2 separate regions of the Arachis hypogaea genome follow, and region 2 is linked to region 1. Evidence: chromatin contacts called from public Hi-C data. All regions are on one chromosome and are shown on one strand. The core of a region is the stretch at or near the end of the contact, and the rest is flanking DNA. Distances in the headings are between cores, read along the strand shown. Region 1 has its middle 15 kb from the start of LOC112716578. Region 2 holds the start of LOC112716582 (33 kDa ribonucleoprotein, chloroplastic).

Region 1 (5,208 bases), core at 1,397-3,896:
ATTCACTTTTTTCGAGGAGACTTTAATTGTTCTGGCTTCTGCAAGTCCTCTTGTAATAACATAAAAATGATGATTCAGAGTGCTTATAGACTTTGGTGATCTTTCTCTATCTTTGCACTCCTATCTTCTTTTGCAGTCCAACGTCATTGTATTAAAATATCTACCCACCAGCTTTCTCTAGCTACTTTTGCAATTATGTTTTTCAAATCATAGCACACATTGGTAGTGTCGTCATATATTCGATGGTACTCGTAGTAATTTGTCCGACGTCCTTCATTATTGCTTTGCATTGGTATATGAGGAAGTATCTTTTTTTGTGGTATATTTTTCTGTATATACTCACTAGAAAAATACATAATAGAATGTAGGAGTGATACATATTACCTTGGGACCTGTGTCTCTTCTAGTAATGACTTTGATGCCTCCTTCATAGAAGTGATTATACCACAAGAAAGGCTTACATTTATATTGTTTTCAATTTTATTGTAATTGGTTGTGCGATTGTATTTTGCTGTGCCAGCAAATTCGTCAAACAAAGTCCTTCTACAGGACTTTTTTGTAGATTCTGCCATTAAATCTTTAATCACACCAGTTGTTTCTTCTGCTGGAGTAGTAGGGGTCTTGTTTACTCCTTTTCTTCTCACATATTTTCTCTTGCTAATTAAGTTTTCTTTTAGTTGAACATTCTTTTCTTCAATTGACTGATGTTGCATTCTCTTGCATGGACATAAGTAGGGAAAAAATATTTCATTGTTTTTACCAACAATGTTTTTCATTCTTCCTTCGTTACTGACTCAATATGGGACATTTTATTTATTTATTTTTTTCTGTGCATTTGAAACATGCAATTGCTCCATTATCCTGAGAGGGTATCTGTCGTTGATGTGTAGATCAACACTAGAAGTAGGAATCTTTAGAGTAGAGACGTGCACATGTATGTAGAAATTCGGTACCCAAGATCAGAAAAGGTAGCATCAGCATCAAAATCCCTATAGATGCGACTTGGAAAACCGGGAGTTAGTGGCGGTCAAAATCTCTGCCGTGATTCTTTCCAAAGTTGTAACATCGACACAATAGAATATTCCAAGTTTGAGAAGAAAATCAAGTTCTACGTCGTGACTCATCTTATTGCGTGAGAAGCAATAGTTTGCCATGAAGAGTAGAAAAGCAGGTGCAAGAGAGAGTGGAAGCTTTGATTTTGCTGCCACCATGGAAATGTCGGATTCACGTGAAATCCTTGAGAGTTATTCACCCATCTTTGTTGTAGAAGAATCATTGTACGTCAGCGGTGCACTTTTTGATATTTGGTTATAAAAAAAATGCCTTGTTTTCTTGTGAAATTTAGTTCTTCATAACAACTTTGAATTAATCAAGCTCTTTTGATCTGGATGCATAGGGAAGCCAGCGCACATTTTGTTGAAGATAATTGTGCGTTGATCTGGATGCATCCTATTCTTTTTGAGCGGTTGTCTGACCATCTTATTGATCATCCATCATTATCAAGGGTTGAGCTCCAAGTCTTCAGCAACGACGCCAATGTTTCGAGAGTTACCTGAGACTGGGTTGCTTTTGGACCTGAACATGAGGTCCAGATTCCTTTTGAGGTAGCGTCCAACTTCTGCTAGTATCGAGGTGCCGCTGTCCGAGTTCCTCTTGAGGAGGTGGTGGATGGTACTTGCAAGAAACTCCGATACTTAAGTTAGCAAAGATTTTAGGCAGCTTTTTAGTAAATTGGGTTCTGAATATACTTGAAAGTGTCAATGTATTAATAGTAGAATAAATAACCACCTTTTAGAGTAGTTCCATCTTTAATGGTGTATAATTGTTCCGTTTTAGCGCCACGTGAGCCGACCTTATAAGGTCGGATAGTATCTAGAGTGTGATAAGGACTCTTGTTCTATAAACTAGGTTTTAGCCTTTTTGGACCTGATTAAATTGTGGGTCAAGATATAAACAATAACGATACAATATTTTTGCGACGGATTAGTCCTTGACCTATCGAGTTGGAGGATACCGTGAAAAACCTAAAAAAAAGATACAATATTTTTTATGTAAAAGCCATTATTTTTAAAAGCAATTAATCTAAAGAAATACTTAACAAGACTAAAAAAGATATAATTTGAACTTTACTTGCTCGGTCCGTTCTATCTATCTATATATTAATCATAATGGTCTATACTTTAAATTTCTTAATAATAAATGAAAAGTTATTTATAAATAAGATTGACTTAGATTTTCTAAAAGATTGACATTAGGAAAATTATTTTTTTTTTGTTCACGATATTCTTCGGTTCAACAGACTAAGGATTAATTCGTCACGGATTTAAGCTTCATTTAGAAGTCTGCCGTTGGCCAATGAATTGCTGCATGCACAAAATAGAATTTGAACTTCTAACACTTACTTAAACGGACAAGTGAGCTAGCTATTCGACTAACTAAATTGGTTAAGAAAACTATTTTATACTAAGGTGAGTAACTGAGTACCATATTGAATGAATTTAACAAATTGTGAATGTCATCAGTAGTCTTTTTTGTATTGAAAGATAGTATTTTTGGTTGAGATTTGGGCTTGGAAAACGCCCAACCCACAAACACAACAAACAGACACATATTTATAGCCCATCATACTCATTGAAAGTTCATTTATGAAGTAACAAATTCCTTAATCTCTTTTGACCGAAACAAAAATTGTTACGGGCCTAAGGCCCGTATGTAAACCAAAATATAGAAAAACAAAAGATCGTTACAATTATGGATTTTGAGCTGATATAGCTTTCCTACCTCGCTTCTACAAATGTCTGATTATTGGCTTCCTATTATACAAATACAACTAAATCCACTAATATAGTATTATGTGTAGTGCCTAACCCACAAATCACAAATTAATATTAATAACTCTTATTACTGTACTATAATATTCATTATGCAATCGGGATATAGTTAAACAAAAGGTTTCATTTTTCTTTAACCAATTAAGTGTAACGAGTTTAATCCTCATCTCGTGACATAAAAAAAAAAAAAACTTTAAAAATTTCGAATTAGTTATCCCATCTCTTGAGGTGCCTACAAAACCAACATTGATTTAATTACCATACACGCAAGTCACACCTATCTCCGTTGTGGAAAAAAAAATTATTATGTATGTAGTATATGTAATGAACTTCACACAAAATATAATGATATATATTAGAAAAAAACTTTTAGGTACTTAAAAAAAATTGATATTACAACGATTTTAGTCACTATTCTTAATTATAATTTTTTTATATAATTGAAATTAACAATTAAAAAAAATTGAAACACCAATATTTTTAAAATACCTAAAACTTTTCTATATTATGTCATAGGGCTCCGATCCACTTGGTGGTTGGCTCCAATTTAAAAGAAGAATACAATCCCTGTACAAAAAAAAAAAGAATACAATGAGTGTATATGGACTCATTGCCAGAGAAGATTCTAAGGCAATTTTTTTAATTTTATGTATTGGTGGATGAAGATTCAAAAGAGAATTATTCTTTATAATACTTAACTAACTTGGCAATCAAATTGCATAAACATATATATTCATCATCTCTAGTTGTGACTGACGAAGATTAAGAAACACTCATAAATTCCACTTGCTAAAAGCTTAATAGTTAGTGCAAAATTATAATCCTCCATTAGTCCATTCCATTTAATCAAATACATTGCACTTTTTCTAATTCCGTCAACCTTCACAATGAGAAGCACATCTAACATCTATTATCTATTATCTATTATATATTATATTATAATATTATATTAAAATCAAATTTCTGCATATAATAATAGAGTTAATGGGACATATTTCTAAAAATATCTTTTAATTTATTAAACCAAATTAATTATACTAAATATGTGTATTGATTAATTGATTTAATTAACCCATTAGATATTAAAATAATAAATTTACGAATAAAATAAATAACTAAAATATTTTTAACAAATAATTAATTAAATTAAATCAAATCAAATCATATATATTGAATCAAAATTAAATTATATAAATTAAAAATAAAATAAATTTTTTCTTATTCAAATTGAATACAATAAATAGTTAAATACAAATTAATTTAGCTAAATAACTATTGTTTTCTAATATGCTATATATAGATGACTAAATAAAATTATAAAGATCATTATTTTTATTGTTTTTGCTATTTTAGATACATATTTTTTTATGTATAAATATACTTAAATTAATTCTATTATATATTAGTCTATTTTTTCTTATGTATTTTGATTTATATATATATATATATATTATTGTTTTCATTTTCTTGAAATGCTCTTTAACATGAACTTTTTTTCTTATGTTTTATTATTATTTTTTTTCTCCAATTATAAATCTCTTTATAGTGATTATTTGATAGAATTTTTTTGTTTGGTAGATTTATTTTTTCACTTTTTTTGTCAAAGATAATATATATTAAAGGAAAAAAAGATGATACAAATTAAATTTCAAACTTTAAATTCAAATAAAATGTGCAAATGAAAACTATTTGATTGAGATAAAAAATTTAATTTCTTTTGGTAGATCTGAACTTTGTATTATATTGTTATTAAAAATTTTAAATATCATTATAGAATTCCAGATATTTTTATTTTATTGTTTTTGAGCTATACATTAAACTATATCTTTGAATAGTTTCATCTTTCTTTAAAGTAAAAATGATATTATATTCTTAATTTGCAAAGTTAGAATGAGTAAAAAAATGATGATACATGACTTAAGAGATACAAATTTTTAAAATTTTCTATAGTCCAACAAAGTTTTTGTTCCAAAACAATACATCGGTTAGGAGATACAAACTTTTAGAATTTTTTTTATCATAATTAATAAATTTTTAGTTCCAAAACAAACTTTCAGTCTATTTTTTATCTTTTGTTTAATATTTTTTATAATTTTTATTTTATTTTATTTATTGTTTGTGATTGTAATAATTTATTATAAATTTTTTAATAGAAAAACTTGTCAATAATAAAATAGAGAAGATTCAACCAAAAATTTAAAAATATTGGTTAATCACAAAATAAAAAAGTCATGAGTTTTATTTTAGTTATGTCATGAAATACGAGATCTCTCTTTTTTTTTTGACAAAAGATACATATAGAAAAAAGTTTGAAGACTACTAATTTTAATTTATATTGGTTAATATTTTTAGTCAATAATTCAATACCTTTAGTTCA
Region 2 (5,052 bases), core at 1,954-4,453, 52 kb after region 1:
AATGGATTTTTCATTTGAAATCTGAAGACTTTAAGATAACCTTTCAAGAGGGTTTACTGATATCAAAGTGAAATCGTGTTCTGCTTAGTGACTTGTATTTAAACTGGAGGAAAATTCATTACCTCAAAAGGGATGGTAATCTCTTGAAAAATCTAGTTTGCCCTCATTGCAATATCTTGCCAGGTGGACCGAAAAGGTGTCGTGTACAGATTGGCTGAGCTTTTAAGTGAAATGGCAATGTATCTCTACTAGTTAAAGATGGATCCAGAACATACTAACAAAATTCATAATCTAAGGATATGTTTGGTTAGCGGGTAAAAAATAGGTAGAATTTTCCTAGATGAGTTTGATTTGTAAAATTACACATGGAGCTCATCCATGAAAAATTTCACCTCATTTTTACCCTCTAACCGAACATACCTTAGAATAGAGACTTCATCAGTTGGAACATATTCTCCAAGAGGCTTTCATTTACATAGTGGCAGAAACAGAGAGAGGATGAAGTTGAACTACTAGTGAGTAATCATGGACGAAACACTAAAAACTTTTCTCTATAATGATTTCCATAAAGTATGAAGCTAAATGATCTTCCAGAGTTGAGTAATTGGTTTCTTTAAATAATCAGACAAAATCTGATACTCTTTTTCTTTTCTCCCCCTTTTGGTGTTTTGAAGCAACAATTTTTTTTGTTCACTTTAGAAAAGAGACTTCAACTTTCATGTGTATAACCATCCAAATGTTTCTTTTTCAGATGATTGTAAAATGCCATGTGGTGCACAAAAGCCTCAAGCAGCCATATCTCTGCAGTCACCACTTGCTGATACCAACACTAGATTCGAGCTAGGATTCAACCAGCCAATGGTAATAGTTCTCACAAAAACAACCACTTTTATTTATTTATTTTTTGTCGACATGATTTGCTTATGCTTGGTATCTTTCCATTTATAGATCTGTGCAAAATATCCATATATGGATCAAATTTATGGGCTCTTCTCACCTTATGGACCTCAAATTTCGGTTTGTCGTTACTTCAGCGCGCTTCTTAATCTATAAAACCATGCCTTTTCTTTCAGTTTTGATTTCTTGATGCATTGTATGCGAGTCTTTCACTTCCTACTAATACATGTATGCATCACCTGTAATAATCTAGGGACGCATAATGCTGCCACTTAGCATGGCATCCGATGATGGACCAATTTATGTGAATGCTAAGCAGTACCATGGAATCATCAGACGCCGGCAGTCCCGTGCCAAAGCTGTACTTGATAACAAATTGACAAAACGTCGCAAGGTAGGTTCCTCACCTCTAATGTCCTCATTGGCATTTAAACTATTTGCAGTGATAGCATGGTGTGAACAAATGAATCAAAAAGTGCTGCATTATCATTTTTAAAGTGCAGGGAAAATATCATGTTATATGGAGCTTAATATAGAGATAATAAGACTAATATTGTAGACATAATAAGGAGGTTTTTATTGATTGACCCAAGTACTTAATAGGATAAAACTGTAAATTAATGCACTAGATTTTAGATATAAAGTTGATGTAGTGCATATTCTAGAAGAGATCATAGAATCTCATTTTAGATGGTTTTGGTATATTTGGGGGTGGTTTCTAGAAGCTTCAAGTGAAAAGGTAGATTAGATGGAGTGTAACTCAATGTTGGAATTAGAAAATAGGATGATTGATTTGAGATGAAGTACTTATATAATAAGCTGAAATTTATCTAATGAATATAATTTTATCATTAAGGCATTTTCTATTAAGAGATCCAAGCTATAGTGAGATTATGGTCTTGTTATTTGATTAAGATAAACCTAGGGTAGTGGTGATGTCAAACCTCAACATGTGTATTCCTTTGTGAAATTGTATTGTGTTTTTTTATAGTTATCTTTATGTTGTACAGCCATATATGCATGAATCACGTCATCTCCATGCAATGCGGCGACCAAGAGGATGTGGCGGTCGCTTCTTGAACACGAAGAATTCCGATGATCAAAATGATAAAAGTGGAAACAAAGTGATCAAAGCTCTTGGCGAACAGTTGCAATCTTGTGGCTCTCAGAGTTCTGAGGTGCTGCAATCTGAGGTTGGAACTCTGAATTCTTCAAAAGAGACTAATGGAAGCAGTCCGAATATTTCCGGGTCAGAGGTGACTAGCATGTATTCACGCGGAGGTCTCGATAGTTTTGCTATCAGTCATCTTGGTTCTGCCGTCACTGTCCACTCTCTAGTGGACATGATAGACGGCGGGAGGGGCATGAATATGATCATGCCCCCCAAATGGGTTGCAGCAGTTGGTGGCAATTGCTGCAACCTTAATGCTTGACTACCGGCAAGGACACGTGGGCTTGGTGCAATGTTGTACCAAACCCCTTCCTTGCTGCGGCCAGATGAAGAAGCTATGTTCCAGTTTCATGTTGACTGTGACAAGTTTCGTACAGCGGCTCGTCCCAATTGTCTGGTCGAAGGCAATCCATCCTTGGCTCAAATTTTACCTATGGTTACTGTCTTTGTCTATCTGCAAGGACTGTCTTGGCATGTGTGCTAATGGCTTGACATCCTGAGACGGAAGACAATGGTGATATCTTTGGCTCTATACTTAAAATAAAAGTGTGAATTTTCTAGTTTCATGTGTGGTTTTAATCATGTGTTTATTATGGATATCCGACTTTGTGGTGCATACTTTGGCATGTGAGTGATCTTTGTTATTGAAATAAAGCATTGGTCTGGATTTCCTCTATTGACCAATGTTGAATGTTGATCATCTTTAGCATTTGGATCTGTTAAAGTTCGTTCATGTGATCCCACTTCCAATTGCATCGCCAAGAGACTGTAGCAAATGCATCATCTACAAACACAGTAAATTCTTTGGGCATGCATACAAGTCTTAACATCTAATCAGAATGAAGCACAGTCGTAAATAGCAACGATAATTCTTGAACTAGACAATAAGCAGATAAGCGGGAAAGTAGCTAGCTACATATATTTGATTATGAAAGAATTGTCTTTTTTAATTAATTATTAAATTAGTTATTAATATAAAATATATATTAAAATATAAAATTTGCATTAGAAATGAGTTTAACAACAAATATATTTATATTTTATGCACAAAATTATAGCATTTTTTATTTGAATTTTCTTTTTAAGATGTATTTTTACTAATAGAAACTCATTGCAAAGAGACGCTAGTGTTTTATTTTTTTTGGGTAACACTTTCTCTTATAATCAATTTGTTTCTGAAAAATTATTATAAAAATTGACACGATGATTCCTTATTTCATATTTGATTTTAGTTAGATTAAAAAAAATTGAACGGCAATTATTAAGAATACTAAAAGAAAGATTTTATAGAAAACAATAAAAAATTTTAAGCTTGTCAATGTTGTTAAATGCATAAACAGATGGATACGATCCCAACCGGAAGTAACCAAAACCTTATCCTCCTCACTCATTCACTCACTAACTTCGTCAATGGTTGTCTTGTTCGTTATCTCTAACTCCCAAACTCAATTCAATCCCCAGCTCTGAAGTCTATCCCTTCTCCCTCTCGCTATGGCTGCTGCTACAGCTTCTGTTTCCTCTTCTTCTATCTGCAACAGAATCTACAACCCCACCTTCAGCCACACTTCCATTTCACTCACCACCAACTTCCCTCAGAGACCCATCTCCTACAAACCCCTCACCTTCAACCTCAAGCCCCAAAGTTTCAATCTTTTCCCTCTCCCTCTTCACCCTTCCTCTGCTGCATTCGATGGATTCGAAGCCTCTCAAGAACAAGAACAAGAAGAGACCTCTGAAACACCCCAACAACAAGAAGAGCAAAGGGTTTCAGATTCCAACGACTCTGGGAGGCTCTATGTTGGAAACTTGCCATATTCAATGACCTCCAACGAATTGTCCGAGCTCTTTGGAGAAGCTGGCACTGTTGTGTCTGTTGAGGTTTTTCTACTTTTCTTATTTTTCCTTTAATTCTATTTCACATACTTCTGTTTATCTATACATAGCAAGCTAATATTGTTTTTTTGACTGGATTCTATAGGTTGTGTACGATCGTGTCACGGATAGAAGTAGAGGATTTGCATTTGTTACAATGGGGAGTGTTGGGGATGCTCAAGAAGCAATTCGAATGTTTGATGGCTCGGTAAGTATATAGTATATAATTTAGTCCAGAGGATGAAGAAATCATGGAGAGTGCTCTTTCATTTTGCTACCATTGATATTAATATGATTATTGATTGTTAATCTCAATCTATCTATTAATACAATATGGCAAATGGCAACAGATGATTATATAGGATTCCTCTTTGGTTGCTCTAGTGTTCTAGGAGATATCTTGTGGGAAACCATTCAGTTTCAATGATTTTAAAATAACTTCAAGGTTCAAAACATTATAAATGAAAATAAGTAGTTGTGCATGTTCCTGAATGTGCTCCAAGAGCATGCAAGTATTTCTCTGTACAACTACTTGCCCATCAAGGACTTGATGAAACTAAGCTTTTTAATCTTATCAGTATGATTGATTGTTGGTTGTATCAACACTAATGTTCATGACCCATGATGGTGACCAGCAAGTTGGCGGTAGGACCGTTAAGGTAAACTTCCCGGAAGTGCCCAAGGGAGGTGAAAGGTTGGTAATGGGGCCGAAAATTCGGAACAACTCCAGAGGCTTTGTAGACAGCCCTCACAAGCTCTATGCTGGAAACCTTGGTTGGAGACTGACTTCAGAGGGTCTTAGAGATGCCTTCGCTGAGCAGCCAGGCTTATTGAGTGCCAAGGTCATCTATGAGAGAGACTCCGGAAGATCTCGAGGTTTTGGATTCGTTACTTTTCAAACTGCGGAGGATGTAGAGGCTGCTTTGAATGCTATGAACGGTGTGGTAAGAATTCTTCAACTTCAAGTTCATATTATATCTTAATCTCGCTGTATTAACCAACTTTCTTTTTGTAATGTGTTCAGGAGATTGAAGGTCGACCTTTAAGGTTGAATTTGGCTGCAGAGAGAGCACCTTCATCTCCTCCAAGAAGTAATGTTGATAGCTCAGAGT

What was found. Hi-C and Micro-C count contacts between places; a contact is called where the count stands out from the background.
Region 2: a Hi-C map of an unstated tissue shows a contact between it and region 1, with 4 times the contacts expected there. The contact joins the promoter of LOC112716582 here to the enhancer-like site in region 1. A contact is called at or near these places in 5 of 8 Hi-C or Micro-C datasets (leaf and an unstated tissue).

What each region holds. Positions count from the first base shown.
Region 1 is chr10:111,290,240-111,295,447 of arahy.Tifrunner.gnm2.J5K5, forward strand. No RefSeq gene overlaps it. Among protein-coding and RNA genes, the nearest start is that of LOC112716578, 15 kb to the left of the region's middle. Within about 2 kb of position 2,647, at least 3 of the 3 cell types and tissues checked have open chromatin away from gene starts, as enhancers often do.
Region 2 is chr10:111,341,413-111,346,464 of arahy.Tifrunner.gnm2.J5K5, forward strand. It overlaps LOC112716582 (33 kDa ribonucleoprotein, chloroplastic), which reads left to right and starts at 3,204. Exons shown (of 4, transcript XM_025768515.2): 1 at 3,204-3,946; 2 at 4,047-4,148; 3 at 4,576-4,884; 4 at 4,965-5,052. The coding sequence starts at 3,560. It overlaps LOC112716579 (nuclear transcription factor Y subunit A-10), which reads left to right. Exons shown (of 6, transcript XM_025768511.3): 3 at 752-861; 4 at 949-1,017; 5 at 1,151-1,291; 6 at 1,908-2,768. The coding sequence ends at 2,330.